Linked DNA regions of Mus musculus: region 1 is linked to region 2. Evidence: chromatin contacts called from public HiChIP or PLAC-seq data. All regions are on one chromosome and are shown on one strand. Each heading gives the region's core, a stretch centred on a gene start, on an enhancer-like site or on the middle of the called end of the contact. The rest is flanking DNA. Distances are from core to core; before and after follow the strand shown. Region 1 has its middle 39 kb from the start of Zfp287. Region 2 holds the start of Lrrc75a (leucine rich repeat containing 75A).

What was found. HiChIP or PLAC-seq counts read pairs in DNA pulled down with a chosen protein or histone mark.
Region 1: a contact with region 2 is called in an H3K4me3 HiChIP or PLAC-seq map of the SCID.adh cell line, with 15 read pairs. The contact joins the enhancer-like site here to the promoter of Lrrc75a in region 2. A contact is called at or near these places in 9 of 39 promoter capture datasets (3T3-L1-derived adipocytes, the C10 cell line, embryonic stem cells and 4 more), 2 of 15 datasets of contacts at CTCF or cohesin (CD8 T cells and the NIH/3T3 cell line), 4 of 484 Hi-C or Micro-C datasets (CD4 T cells, bone marrow-derived macrophages, embryonic stem cells and 1 more), 6 of 115 datasets of contacts at active chromatin or transcription factors (the 230-238 cell line, CD8 T cells, the SCID.adh cell line and 1 more) and 3 of 9 other capture datasets (adipose tissue, liver and pancreatic islet).

What each region holds. Positions count from the first base shown.
Region 1 is chr11:62,691,011-62,695,362 of GRCm38.p6, reverse strand. It overlaps a transcript of Zfp287 not described here. Among named protein-coding and RNA genes, the nearest start is that of Zfp287, 39 kb to the left of the region's middle. Within about 2 kb of position 1,657, at least 14 of the 459 cell types and tissues checked have an H3K27ac peak or open chromatin away from gene starts, as enhancers often do. A contact at or near this core is called in the SCID.adh cell line and bone marrow-derived macrophages, where this site is marked.
Region 2 is chr11:62,646,601-62,650,557 of GRCm38.p6, reverse strand. It overlaps Lrrc75a (leucine rich repeat containing 75A), which reads left to right and starts at 2,035. Exons shown (of 4, transcript NM_198861.1): 1 at 2,035-2,413. The coding sequence starts at 2,168. It overlaps Mmgt2 (membrane magnesium transporter 2), which reads right to left and starts at 1,894. Exons shown (of 2, transcript NM_175002.2): 1 at 1,702-1,894.

The DNA.
Region 1 (4,352 bases), core at 408-2,907, 45 kb before region 2:
GCATGAGCATGCAGGTGCCCGCACAGCCAGAAGAGGGCGTCAGATCCCCTGGAGCTGGAATTACGGACAGTTCCCAGCCATCCTGCGTATCTGAACTCCCATTCTCAGAAAAAATCAACTGGGGCGCTTAACTACTGAGCCATCTCTCCGGCTTCAGGAAAGGGTTCTATTTGGCTCACAAAGGTAGGACACAGTCAGTTTGTTGTTACAGGGACGTCAGGAACATGGGAACTTGTCAGCCTAACCTAAACTATCCCTCACTAAAACTCCCTTCTGTCCTGTAGGCCAGGCATGGTAGCGCACGCCTTTAATCCCAGTACTCAGGAGTCAGAGGCAGGCAGATCTCTGAGTTCATGTCAGCCTGGTCTACATAGGACTACACAAAAAGATCCTGTCTCAAAGCAAAAACAAAAGTGCCCTCCCTTCCTGGGTGATTCTAGATGTGTCTGATTGGCAATGAGCACTAACCAGAACCTGCTGACTTACGTTCTCAATTATGAATTTCATCTTAGGATTAGGACACAATTTCCAGCAATTTCTGAAACGGTCCTAAATCTATGTCTTCCATTTTGTGTTATATTTATGTGCACCATTCTCAGAATTGGCAGTTATAAAATCAAAATGTCCTTCAACTCTGAAAACTGGTGGAGATGTTCATTCTGTGTCTTCAAATACCAAATATTCAGCTAAGATTTAATACTGTGTGTCATGTAAATAAGCATATCTATCCTGTTAGTGTGAGATTTTGCTTATCTTTAGCAAGTGATAATATTCCATGTGCAGAAGATGTGCACTCCTTTCATTCCAGTGAGGTAGAGGCAGGAGGATCTCTGGGACAGCCTGGTCTACAGAGCCAGTTCTAGGACAGCCAGGGTTACACAGAGAAACCCTGCCTGGAACATATAATAAACCTATAGCAAAGAATTGTTCTTAAATTAATTTCTTTATTTTTAATTTCTTTATTCTCTGTAAATACTTGATTTTTACACACTTTTCATGAGTGCTTTGCCTGCATGTGTGTCTGTGTCCACTTGCATGCCTGAAGTTACAGAGAGAGGGGTTGTGAGAAACCATGTGGGTATTAGGAATTGCTGGGAATTGAACTGGGGTCCTATGGAAAAGCAGCCAGTCCTCCTAACTACTGATCCATCTATTTCTAAAGTCCCTGTATACATGTTTTATAAATCTATATACCTAGGGCTACAGAATTTTCTGAGTGGAAATTTTTTAAGAAGCCCTGAAATTAATAATGGCCACCAAATATGTCCACATCCTAACTCCTGGACTTGTAAATGTGGAACTTTTTATTTTCTTTCTTTTTATTTTACTTCATTTTATTTTATTTTTATTTTAATCCAAATGCTGGGCTTACACTGGGGATTGAATTGTGAGTTCCATGCATGCTGGACAAGCACTCTTTTTTTTTTTTTTTTTTTTTTTTTTTTTTTTAAGATTTGTTTATTTATTTATTTATTATATGTAAGTACACTGTAGCTGTCCTCAGACACTCCAGAAGAGGGAGTCAGATCTCGTTACGGATGGTTGTGAGCCACCATGTGGTTGCTGGGATTTGAACTCCTGACCTTCGGAAGAGCAGTCGGGTGCTCTTACCCACTGAGCCATCTCACCAGCCCTGGACAAGCACTCTTATTTTAAGGAAAAGTGATGGGGAGAGAGGGTGCTTAGAGATCTCAAGATAGGCAAAAATCATCCTGCACTACCTGGGGGCACTAAATAATATCGCAAAAGTATTGGAAGAGACAAACAGAGGACAATTTAGCAGAAGAAAACACAACTTTAGACCACACACTGAAGCCACAGAGCAGTACCAACCACCGAAATGGAAAGGACGGGTCTAGATTTTACCACTAGAGGGAGCAACGACTCTGACATCTTGAGGCCTAGCCAGTGAAACTGGTAAACCGCTTCTAAGCTGCTAAGCCCAGTTTTCCTCTTCGTAGCTCACCATTGTCAACTTTTATGATTTACTTCCCTTCCCCCACCCTCATCTTAACAGAAGGAAATATGAACGCATAGTCAGTTTCTTGGTGCTCTTTCTTGGGTAGCAAGTGACACACAATAAGCATATCTCTCCTTTTTTTTTTTTTCCTTTTCTCCTAGAAAGACACCATAAGGACAAAAGCATAAATGTCCACAACTGTAGCTGCTGTCCCTGACACCGTGACCATGGTATGGCATAGCCTAAACTTTTTGATGATCCGGCATCATGATGAAGAAACATGGCAGTTTTTCTGAAACAATGTAGTTCAGGCCCAGATAGGAAGCCTGGAGAGGTCTTCCTTGTGGCTTCAGCAGCTTCTCCCAGCAGAAGAGTGGGCAATTACTGCTGGAGGGGAACATAGAACTAAGGAATTGCGTTCAGCACATCCGCTGCACAGCTGGGACTCTTCTTGTGCAAAGAATTTGAAAAGAGTAAGGTGCTGTGGAAGAGAAAGAAAAGAAAGTCCTTACAACGGGCTGGAGAAACGGCTCCACGGTTACAAGCCTATGCTGCTCTTGCAGAAGGCCCAAGTTTGGTTCCCAGAGCCCCCACATCGGGTGCTCACTGCTAGAATTCCTGCTCCAGAAGATCTGACCTGACACTCCGGGCCTCTGTGGGTACCTACAACTCACATACATAAAACCCATATGCACATGACACACACATATATGCATAACTAAGAAAACAAAAGTAGAATCTTTTTAAAACAAACCATAGTGAGAGCAGAGGATGTGGCCCGTGGACTGAGCCCCATCTGGCACATATGAGGCTCTAGGTTCATCAGGACAGACTTCCGGCCACATACTGTAAGCCCACTCACCTGACACTGGTCCTTCTGTGAAAGAGAACGTTCTACAGTGAGACATTTTTAACTATTGTATAGCAGAAACAGACAATAAATCTATCACTTGACTTTTTTTTTTTTTTTTTTAGATTTATTTATTGATTATATGTAAGTACACTGTAGCTGTCTTCAGACACTCTAGAAGAGTGTCTTCAGACACTCTAGAAGAGGGAGTCAGATCTTGTTGGGGATGGTTGTGAGCCACCATGTGGTTGCTGGGATTCGAACTCTGGACCTTCAGAAGAGCAGTCGGGTGCTCTTACCCACTGAGCCATCTCGCCAGCCCTCACTTGACTTTTAAAAATCAGATTATTTCTCATTCTCTGTGTGTGTGTGTACTTTGTGTTGCATGTGTGTGTGCACGCGTGTGTGTGGTATTTGAGACAGAGTCTCATTGTGTAACCCAGGCAAGCCTTCTTCTCCTTCATTGATAAGTGCAAATTTCTTCCCTGTTTAGAAGAACTGTAATGTATTCATTGTAAGCAACTGGGGAATTTCCAAAAGAAACCAACAAAGAAAAGGAAACAGAGGTGAGACATAGGAAACAAACAAGGTCGCTTTGGATACAAACACATCTGTAATCCTGTTAGATACATTTGTATCATTTCAGTGGCTGCAAATCCACCACTGTACCTGGAAGTCAAAGTGTATTTCTTGAATATTTTTTAAAGCCAATCTGATACAGGGTGGGGTGGCCCCTGTCTACAGCCAAAGTCCAGGTCATGACTCCGGATGACAATCTTCCTGCTCCAGCCTCCTAAGTGTGTGGACTGTACACTGAAGTGAGTGAAACCAAGAGCAAGAAAACAGATGAGATTGCACTCAATAATCCCCTTCCCTGCAAGAGACAAGGGCTTTAAATGAACCCGTTAACACAGTTATGATCTTTCTGGAGAAGCAGGAAGGAGTAACCATCAACTCCTGGCGCAAGCCAAGCTGATCTGGCCAGGACAGTAAAACGTGCTGGGGAAGCACTTCTCACACACTAGCCCTGTCAACAGAGCTTGACAGCCCAGGACTCTAGAGGCCTGAGAGTGACCCTGGGAACTGAACTGAGTTCAGGGATCAGCTGGGATTCATGGGACCCACCAGGCAAACACCCATTCCCCACACACAAGCACTACAGAACACCAAGGCTGCTCTTAGGGCCAAGGGCTCCCACACACAGCACTAAGTAGAGCAGAAGGGAGTACAGAGAGAGCTGGGCATTTCATAGCTATGCTCAGCCAACTTCACCCAAAAGGGCTGAACTCTACCGTGGCCACCAAGACCCCAAATCTGGGGCTTCCTTAGATTTAAACTGGAATTGCAAACATCTTGATCCATAGGCATCAGAAAGAGACTGTGTGCGCCGGTGGGTGTAGCTTGAGTATATATGACCTCAAAACCTGCCTCCACAGTGACACACTTCCTCCAACAAAGCCACACCTCCTGATAGTGCCCCTCCTTATGGCCAAGCATTCAAACACATGAATCCATGGGGCCATGCTTATAGCCAGACTTTGG
Region 2 (3,957 bases), core at 786-3,285:
TTTCTCAAGTCAGTTTCGGAAGAACTACTCCAGGTGGCTGATCACCTGCAATGTCTGATGAGGTTTGTCCTCTACCAGCCTGCAGGGATATCGACTGGCAATTCTGTTAGACCAGTTTAGCTAGAATCCCTTTATAGATGGTGCTTTCCCTTTGTCATTTCCCATCCATCAACACCCACCCCAGCTGCTTCGCTATAAACTCAAAACCAAGCTGGGTCTCTCTCCCCTAGTGCCAAACCCTACTGAGGATGGTCCTGAATGAATAACAAGTGTCATTACATTTTTTTTTTCCAAAAAGTATTCACCGGTCTAAGAGACAGCTCAGTGGGTAAAAATGCTTGCCTTGCAAGCAGGACTGAGTTTGGTATCCATGACTCATTTTTAAAAAGAATTAAGCTCTAAATTAATTTAAAGATTTTAATTTATAATTTTTTTTAATTTTTAAAGAAAAATTGTCACACGCCCCTATAACCCCAGCACTCAGGAGTCAGAGTCAGGTAAATCTGTAAACTCGAGGCCAGCCTAGTCTATGTAAAAGGTTCCAGATTAGCCAGGGATACATAATGTGATCTACCTTAAAAAAAAAAAAAAAAAAAGGACTGGTGAGCTGGCTCAGTGGGGAGGAGCATTGACTGCTCTTCTGAAGGTCCTGAGTTCAAATCCCGGCAACCACATGGTGGCTCACAACCATCCGTAATGAGATCTGATGCCCTCTTTTGGTGTGTCTGAAGACAGCTACAGTGTACTTACATATAATAAATAAATCTTTAAAAAAGAAAAGAAAAAGTCGTGTGGTCGTACTCACCTAACAATCCTAAATTAGTAAGGTGGAAAATAGGTGGATTTGTGGAGTTCATTGGCCAGGCAAACTAGCCTGCTTGGGGAGTTCCACGCCAGGGAGAAACTTTGTTAAACAAAAAAGCACCAGGGTAAACAGACACAGAAATACACACACACAGTCTTCACCTTCCAACTCTTGACATAAATGTTACTGTGTTACTATCCTAACCTTCCAGAAGGAGCCAGGGATCTGGAAGCCCAAGGCTTTTCTGATACGTATCAGCAGCAGGTGGTGGACTCCAGCCCTCTGGCCTAGAGCAATACTAGCGACCTTAAGAAAGAAAAAATAAATAAATAAATACAAATAAAACTGCTGCCCCTCCTACAGCTAAGAACAGGGCACATGGGCCTCCAAAATACCTTATCCAAGCACCATGGGTTCCCAGGGGGTTGGTAGAAGAAACCCGAGAAGAAGGCAACAAGGAATGTCTAACCAGAAGCCACATTTCCGCTTTGAAGTAGTAGCAGGAAGACTTAAAGGTCTCCTCTCAGCAGTGTCGGAGGGAGAAAAGAATGCAGAGTTCACAAAACTAGAGTATCCAGATCTGTGTCCGTGCACCAACTACCATCACCTACCTGAAAGCCACTGGGGCTCCAAGAAACGAGCATCGGAACCACCCAAGATGCTAGCTAAATGCACATTTCCAGGCCCGGAGAAGAGGCTTGCTCAGTGGGCATTGAGCCAGGCCTGAGATACTACGCTTTAAACCAGCACCTCGGACAATCTGAGATACTGATTCTCTGCAGAGCCCACTCTTGAGAATCTAGACTCTGCGGCGAACAGGACCTCCAAGTTCCGAAGTTTCTCTCCCTCGCTCGGCGCCCCGACCTCCTCCCACCACCGTAATCCCTGGGCCTCACCTAGGCGCGCAGTCAGGAAAGCATCGGGGAACTCACTGACCTTTGCCAGGAAGCCGCGGGCCCCAAGAGGCGCAGCACAGTGTCCGGCAGGGGGCGCTGCACCAGGGACAAAGCAGGGCGGGGGCGCCGGGCACCCCTAGCCCAGAGCCGCGCGGCGGGAAGGAGCGGGCGCCGGAGAGGGAGGGAGACACGCGGCGGCGCGGGGGCGGGGCGGCCGGCGGGGCGGGGCGGGGCCGACGGGCTGGCGGCGAGCGCCGGGACGGGCTGGCGGCGAGCGCCGGGAGAGCGCGCCGGGGCAGCGAGGAGGGAGGAGCGAGGGGAGTGCGGGCCGCAGCCGCCCCCGCCCCCGCCCCGCGCCCGCGCCTCCCGCGCGCAACAGTTCCCCCAAAGTTGCGGCCGGGGAGGCGCGAAGCCGGCGGGGGACGCGGCCTTAGCCCGGCGCGCGCAGCCCCAGGCGGGCGGCGGCATGGGCACTCGGCAGACCAAGGGCAGCCTGGCGGAGAGAGCCAGCCCCGGCGCGGCGCCCGGCCCCCGCCGCGAACGACCCGACTTCTGGGCGTCGCTGCTGCTGCGCGCCGGGGACAAGGCGGGGCGCGCGGGCAGTGGGCTACCCCCCTATCACCGGCGCGTCGGCATGGTCCAGGAGCTGCTGCGGATGGTGCGCCAGGGCCGGCGGGAGGAGGCGGGGACGCTGCTGCAGCACCTGCGCCAGGTGAGCGCGGGGAGGGGGCATGGGGGGCGCGGCGGCTCCCGGAGCGCCCCGCCCCTACGAGGGGGGTGACAGGAGAGCGCCGGGAGGCACCGCCCAGGGTCCCCGTTTCGCGGGGATGGAGCGGTGTGTCAGCAGGTGCCTCTGTGTTTCCTGCTGAATTTGGGGCCTCAGGCTAGGGTGAGGAAGGCTGACCTGTCCAGGTAGGTAAAGGGGACCTGTTGGACCATTGTCCCTGCTCCTCTCCTCCACAAGTCCCCAGGGATAGTTGATGAGAGAGGATACAGAGAGGAATGCCTGGTCTGGGCCAGAGTTTTCTTCCTCTCTGCTCACAACCTATCACCCTCTTGCAAGGGTCCCCAGGGAATGCGCAGTTATCTGTTTAAGCCAGCTTCTGAGGTATGTCCCTAGGACCAGTAAGATTTCAGCCCCTAGATCGTTTGCAACCAATATTGTGTCTTGTGGTTTCATCTCCCCTAACTTTGGCTGGTCCTTGCAGTGAGACCCCGGCAGAAGTCTTGGTCAGAATGAAGCTAGGCTTGGTTTCTTGGCCAGCAGGAACTGTACTGTACTCTCTCAGCCTGGTCCTGATTCACTGACTAAGGGGCATACTACACATCTGACCAATAGTCCCCTTCAATAGTCCCCTCTATTGAAGGGCTGGTGCCTCACCCACCTCTCGTTTTTTTGTTTTCCTTTCTCATTTTCTTCCGGGGAAAGTGGTAGCCTGTACTATAGGGTCTTGCTGAGTGGCAGAGGCAGGAGGGTGCATAGGTGCTCGGTGGAACAGTGATCAGATCGGTTTGGTCTGGCTTTGTGTCACGGACTCGCACAGACGTTATATTTTTGTGCAGACCTTATATTCTTGGAGGACCCCTGTAGATAAACAGTGTGCTGAAAATGGGGGAGGGGAAACCTCAGCTGACCTTTGTGAGGTTTTCCCATTACTGATAGAAGAAGCTGTAGGGACAACTTCCTGGGAGGAGCTTCCAGGATCTAATTGGATCCACATCTCCCTGGATTCTGAACCATGGCTTCCCTCACACCCTATAATGTTTCTCTGGAGTTTGTTCCTAAGGTGTGTGCACTGCAAAAGAAAGAGAAGTAGAGACTTGAGGACTTGGGGAGGTGTAAGCCTTCCACCTTTGCCTCTAGTTTTCCTGACAACAGCCACAGTGATTCTCTAGAGGCTGCTGTACCCTCAGATACCTTCTCTGGGTTGAATCATCAAAGAAAGATAGCATTTTACACCATGTAACTTTAGTGGTGTGTATTTCTCTGTCTTTTGAAAATCAAAAGCCAACCTTGTATGGCCTCCATGGTAATTCTGTCACTTTCACATGCAAAAATGGATTTTCCAGACCGTCATTAGCTGTCTGTGCAATAGGCAGTAAGAGGGTTGTACCAATCACATGCAGCTTCCCCAGCCCTGAAGAACACCAAAGCAAGGAAGAAACTGACAAGCCCTTATTGAGGGGTAGGGGAGAAAATTAAGGCAACATTGGCAAGCACCAGTTAGGAGCCCACTGGAGGGAGCCGAGGGTCTC